Linked DNA regions of Macaca mulatta: region 1 is linked to region 2. The links are chromatin contacts, called in public Hi-C maps. All regions are on one chromosome and are shown on one strand. The core of a region is the stretch at or near the end of the contact, and the rest is flanking DNA. Distances in the headings are between cores, read along the strand shown. Region 1 holds the start of YPEL2 (yippee like 2). Region 2 has its middle 93 kb from the start of YPEL2.

What was found. A called contact is a pair of places that touch in the nucleus more often than the background predicts.
Region 1: a contact with region 2 is called in a Hi-C map of CD4 T cells, with 4 times the contacts expected there. The contact joins the promoter of YPEL2 here to the enhancer-like site in region 2. A contact is called at or near these places in 7 of 14 Hi-C or Micro-C datasets (CD4 T cells, blood, cortical neurons and 4 more).

Annotation. Positions count from the first base shown.
Region 1 is chr16:50,658,601-50,661,469 of T2T-MMU8v2.0, forward strand. YPEL2 (yippee like 2) reads right to left here and starts at 1,383. Exons shown (of 6, transcript XR_013406407.1): 1 at 1,214-1,383.
Region 2 is chr16:50,565,255-50,567,954 of T2T-MMU8v2.0, forward strand. No RefSeq gene overlaps it. Among named protein-coding and RNA genes, the nearest start is that of YPEL2, 93 kb to the right of the region's middle. Within about 2 kb of position 1,352, at least 16 of the 40 cell types and tissues checked have an H3K27ac peak or open chromatin away from gene starts, as enhancers often do. A contact at or near this core is called in CD4 T cells, where this site is marked.

The sequences.
Region 1 (2,869 bases), core at 133-2,632, 93 kb after region 2:
TACCGAACTTCTTGCACCTCTAATGCTCCGTAAGGCACAGGAAAGCTGACCGCTACCCTTCTTACCCAATGCTTTGGGACAAGGAAGAGCAAGGAAGGAAGGGCAGGGAGAAAAAGACAGCTGCCTCGTTAGCCTTCAGATTCACCAAAGGCAAGGACTCACTCAAGAGCCTCCCAAGTTGCAAGGACAGCAAAATCAGCAGAAAAGCCAGAAAGCAAAACCCCCGGAAAGCTTCGGAGCAGTTCCCTGGGGCCATTCACAGCGGCGGGACTGGAGGCCGGGAGAGGGTGCAGCTCCGCACTAAGCGGAGGAAAACGGGACACTCGCTCACCTGGCTTTTTAAACTCTCGCACAGAGGTAGCAATCTTCTGGACAAGAAGTCCAAAAGAACAGGTGTCCCCCACCCCTGCACGCCCCCAAGACCGGAGGAAAGCCCACCACTCTGGGAAAGACACCAGAGGAGGTCGGCGGCCAACTACGGTAAACTGGAAGTGGCGAAAGGTCGGGGCCGCCCCTAAGCGCCAGCTCCGGGGAGGCGCTCGCGGCAGAGGCCCCCGCGTTCCTTTGGGCAGGACTTCGCGCCCACCCCCTTGGCAAGGACACCGGGGAGGCGCCAGGACGCGGCCAGGCAGGAACTCGACTGCGGTTACCTCGGTTCGGGCCGGGGCCGACGACGCGCTCCGAGAAATTTCGACGGCGCCCAGTCCCACAGTGGGAGGCCCCCAGGGCGGTGCCCTGTGTCCAAGTGTCCCCAGGACTCTCCGAAGGAGACGCGGCGTCACGAGTGGACGGAGGGCGTCTCCAGCCCCACCCGGACCCCACGGAGTCCGAACCCGCGGGGACGACGCGGAGGAGGAAGCGGCGATCCCAGCTCCGCGCCCCCACCCCAAACCTGGCCCCGCAGACTTGCCCGGCCCCTGCCGTGCGTCTTCCACCCCGACCGGGGGTCCCGCGCCCCGGGCTCTCAGTGAGCAGCCGCGGGCCCGGCAATGTTTGTAAACAAACCGGTCACGTGGCCCGGCTGCGGCTCCCCGCCCCCGGCGCCCGCGGCCCCCACGGGGACCCCACGCGGAACCGAGAGCGCCGCACCTCCAACCCCGCGCAGGCCCGGCCGGGGGAGTCCGGGGTCCGGGGCCGGGGACCCAGAGCCCGCGCTGACAGTGCGCCCCACGCCCACGCGCGACCAGCCCGCGCCGCACTCCGGCGCACTCACCCGGCGGCAGGCGGCCCCGTCCGGCCAGCGCGGGGCTCGGCTCCGCGGCGGTGCGCAGCGGCGAAGCGCGGCCCGGATGGGGCTCGGGCTCCCGGCGCGCTCTTAAAGCCACAGTCTCCGCCACTGCCGCGGCCGCCACTCCGCATCCCTCCGGGTCCGGGCCGGGGGCTACCCCGTGACGGACGCACCCCCGCGCCTATCCCCTCGACTCAGCACATAGCAACACGCCGCGGGTTGGCCGGGCGCAGCCGCAGCCCATCCGCGCGGAGCCAATCATCAGAGGACGGAACTCCGCCCCCCGCTTCCCCGACCGCCCACTCCCCCACCCCTCGGCCCGGCCCGGCTTGGCCTGGGCGACAAGAGTGAGGCTGGTCCGGGTCCCGCCCGTCCGGGCAACTTGCCGGAGGGGCAGGGACCCATAGAGACAAAGCTGGGTGGGCTGTCAGCGCCTAGGAGGGCGCTGTTTATTTGGGTTTGGGGTTTGTCCCCAGGGCAGGGCTGGGATTCCCAGAACCTGGGTTGTATTTGGGGGCGGGGGGATTTGCAGTGCTTCTCCTTGGAGGCTCAAGATAGTCATTCCTTTCTTACTTTTTAAACCTCGCCCTAAGCCATAGCTTAAATTACCAGAAGTGGCCCTCAGGACCCGGGGCAATTGAATTTAAAACGATAGTCCCGGTTCCACCCAGCCCACCCATGCCCTGCTCAGAAGCCATGCATTTCCCCTCTTCTCTCTTTCCTGCTAGTAATTTCGGCGAATTAAAAGTACGAAAGGGGCTTAGAGGAATTGAAGACCGATCTATTGCTGCTAATTTTCCATGACTTTTAGAGGCAGATGACGATGGTTAGAGTGGGATGGTCCGAGTGACCAGAGGGGAGGAGTCCACGTTCTGGATCATTGGGGTGGTGCTTTTCAAGGAAGAGCAGGTTAAAAAATAACCTCATGGCAGTCAGGAATCCAGGGAGGCACCAGGTGGGTGGAGTGGGGCAGTTTCCCAGCAGGAAGACAGGTCAGTTTGATAAAGAATGTAGGCACGGACAAGGTGAACAGAGCAGGTTCTGCCTTTCACTCAAGACACTGGGGTTCCGCAGTTCCTCTGGGAACTCCTCGTCCAAGGAAACTAGTGATTTACTGTGCAGCTATCAGGATGTGGGGTGCTGCAGGAAGTGCAGCTGACTCCCCGCCTTCCACACACTGGTTTGCACGTACACCCAGAATGCTGGCTCACCTGCATCTCCACCCAGCTGTCTTTCAAATATGCTTGGTCAACCAAATTGTATTCAGTTAATGTCTATTGCATGTGAATCCCGTCCCCAAAGTTAGTGAAAACAACAAAACACCCCAAATACCTCAGTATTGTGGTGCTGACATATCAGCATCAGATTTGCAGTTTCAGTGTAAACAGAGGCTATGTCATGGTTCACAACTGACTAGAGAGTCTAAAAGGTGGGGGGGGGGCGGGGGGGGCGGGGAATGCTTTCAGATGGGAAGGAATCACAAACAAGAACTGTTTAGCATTTAATCCTTAATCTAAGATGTCATGGATTCTTTAGATTAGCAAGAGCTTGCTGTCTCGCCCTGATCTGCTTCTTGAGCATGTTTCTTTGTCTCTCCAGGCCTAGGTTTCCACAGTTTAAAAGAAGGAGGGTTGAAATAGG
Region 2 (2,700 bases), core at 102-2,601:
TTATAAACTGTGTGACAGTAGAGAGTGTGTCTCCCTCTCTTTTTTCTTTCTTTCTTTTTTTTTTTTTTTTTTTTGTTGCTTTGAAACAGAGTTTCACTACTGTCGCCCAGGCTGGAGTGCAGTGGTGTGATCTTGGCTCACTGCAACCTCCACCTCCTGGGTTCAAGTGATTCTTGTTCCTCCGCTTCCCGAGTAGCTGGGACCACAGGTATCTGCCACCCCGCCCAGCTGATATTTTGTATTTTTGGTAGAAATGGGGTTTCACTATGTTGGCCAGGCTGGTCTCAAACTCCTGACCTCAAGTGACCAACTAGCTCGGCCTCCCAAAGTGCTGGGATTACAGGCGTGAGCCACCGCGCCCGGCCCAAGACTGTGTTTCTCTTGATCACCTATGTGTTCCCTGGCACATAGTAAGGATTCAATAAATAACTTTTGAATGGATGCATTTTAGCTGCAAGGAACACCCATGAACTCTCTTTACTCAGCTGACAGCAAGGAATCTGGTGTTCTGTAAGAAAGTGACGATGTGGATCTAGAAGTCGGACCTTACCCCAACACTGGCATTTTCCTAATCACAGGAAATCTTCCAGTAAATACGTTGGGGTCTTTGAGGAGGCCCCAAAATAGCAGTCTGCTCCCTTCTCTGTGAATTTTGAATTGAATCAGAAGATAGCAGCAAGCTAGACAAGGACCAAAAATAACCTTTTCTACTGATAAAGCTGATATTAGAGAACGTGGCTTATATCATCAGACAAACGAGCTTCCCGATACTCAACTTCAGAATTAGGCAGACTTGGCAGCTTGGTGACAGGCAGCTGAGCTGGAATGGGCCTCCTCTTCCCACCCCGCGGGAGCGAAGCTTGCTCCCAAGAAGAAAAGAAGAGAGGATGATATAAGGCACAGTTCCTCCTTCCAAACTCACCAGTCATATTAAACCACTCCTCCTTCTCAGGGAAGAGGGGGCAGGCGGAGAGAAGCCAGGAGTGTTTGGACTCCTTTCAGAAGAAAGAAAACATCAGGAGTGGGAAGACCCAGTCTCCCTCCCTCACACACACCACGTGTGATTTGGTCAGGTCAATTGATTCTACTTTGTTTTCAATCAAAATGGGCGATATTTCCAAGTGGTGGGATATGTTTGCTGTCTAAAATATAGAATAGCTCCATAGAATAACTCACACATCACAGAATCAAGCTCCCCAAGGAGTTGGAGATCTTCATTTGAAATTATGCAAAATTCAAAAGAAGAAACAAGAGCTCACGACGAAATTACACAATCAGGGGCACTAGGTGGCAATAAGCCTTTTGCTCTCTCACCATGCCCATCAAAGGCATTTCAAGAGCACTGAAAGCTCACACACTTCCCACGCCGGCTGTCAGTTTCTTTCTGGATGATCTCAGAGCCACACAGAGCATTCTTAGTCACTGGGAGAACAGAACCAAAGCTTAACTCCTTGGTGGCACCAGGGGAAGTGGCACTTCGAGTTGGATTCCAGGAAATCCAGGGAAACACTTGACACAGGAAGTCTGTGACCACGTTCCCAGTTTCCCCAGTGTCAAGGCTGGGGCCATGAGCATTGTTCAAAACACTCAGGCCTGCATTGTGTCTGTCTACCACATGCTTTTGGTTTTACTCCCCAGGGCACTTTTTCCTGTTTCTGTTTTTTGGTTTTGCTTTTTAAGGTAAACATGTACCATCTAGGCTTCAAGAAACGTCCTTGAATAACCATCGTTTGCCGATTTGAAGGTTGGTACACAAACTACCAGCTGAATTGGACAATCATAACCCCCCAAATGAGGCAAAAGTACATTTAACATTCAACACGGGTTTTCCTAAAAGTGGTATTGGCTGTTTAATGTGACTGAGCCTGGTGAGAACCAGGATGCCCTGAACTCAGCAGGATCCCCTCAACTCAGCAGGATCCCCTCTGTTCTTGCTGCCAAGACAAAGTTTTGCTCTAATCTTAAGTAGCTTGCTGGTGGGCTATTTGCTGGAGGTCACTAAGTAGACTTTGCTGGCCAGCCCTGGGAGAGAACCCAGGCTGACAAAGGAAACCTCGAACACAGCAAGATTGAGACAATATGTTCCCATCCTCTCTTCTCAAATGTAAAGCTATTTTCTCATCTATTACCTGCCCCTATTTTTACCATGAGAAGCTCTCCAATGCCACTTTAGCTATCGATAATTGGCAGTGAGTTTTGCAATTAACAGCTGCCCAGAATCAATTCCAAGGATGCGCAACTGAAACCGCTTTTAAAAAGGCAGAGTTGGGGATTGCTCTGCTGCCTACCTGACCTCCAATCCTTTTTCTTACCCATACAAACCATCTGCTGGAAGAATCTGAAACTTGAACCACGTACCTAAATGCCCAGTTCTGGGTATGGGGTAGATATTTGAGAAATATTTCGATTGATTGATGTGTACCCGGGGGAAGGGTACGGGCAGCTCCACAAGGAGTTGCTGTGTAATTCACAGTGAAGAGTGGCTCTCCTGCTGACTCAAAACTCCTTTCTTATTTCAGACCAAAGACTCCAGGGACAGGTTTGGGTAAGAAACCTGGCCTCAGGGAAAAGCATATGAAGCCTGTTCATTCCCCAGAAGAGAAGAAATAGAGAGAATTGCTCACCGTGATGGGCGCATCTCAGCTTTGCAAGTTTATCGTCCTCATGATAAACTTGAGGGGCACCAGCAAGGGGCCTTCT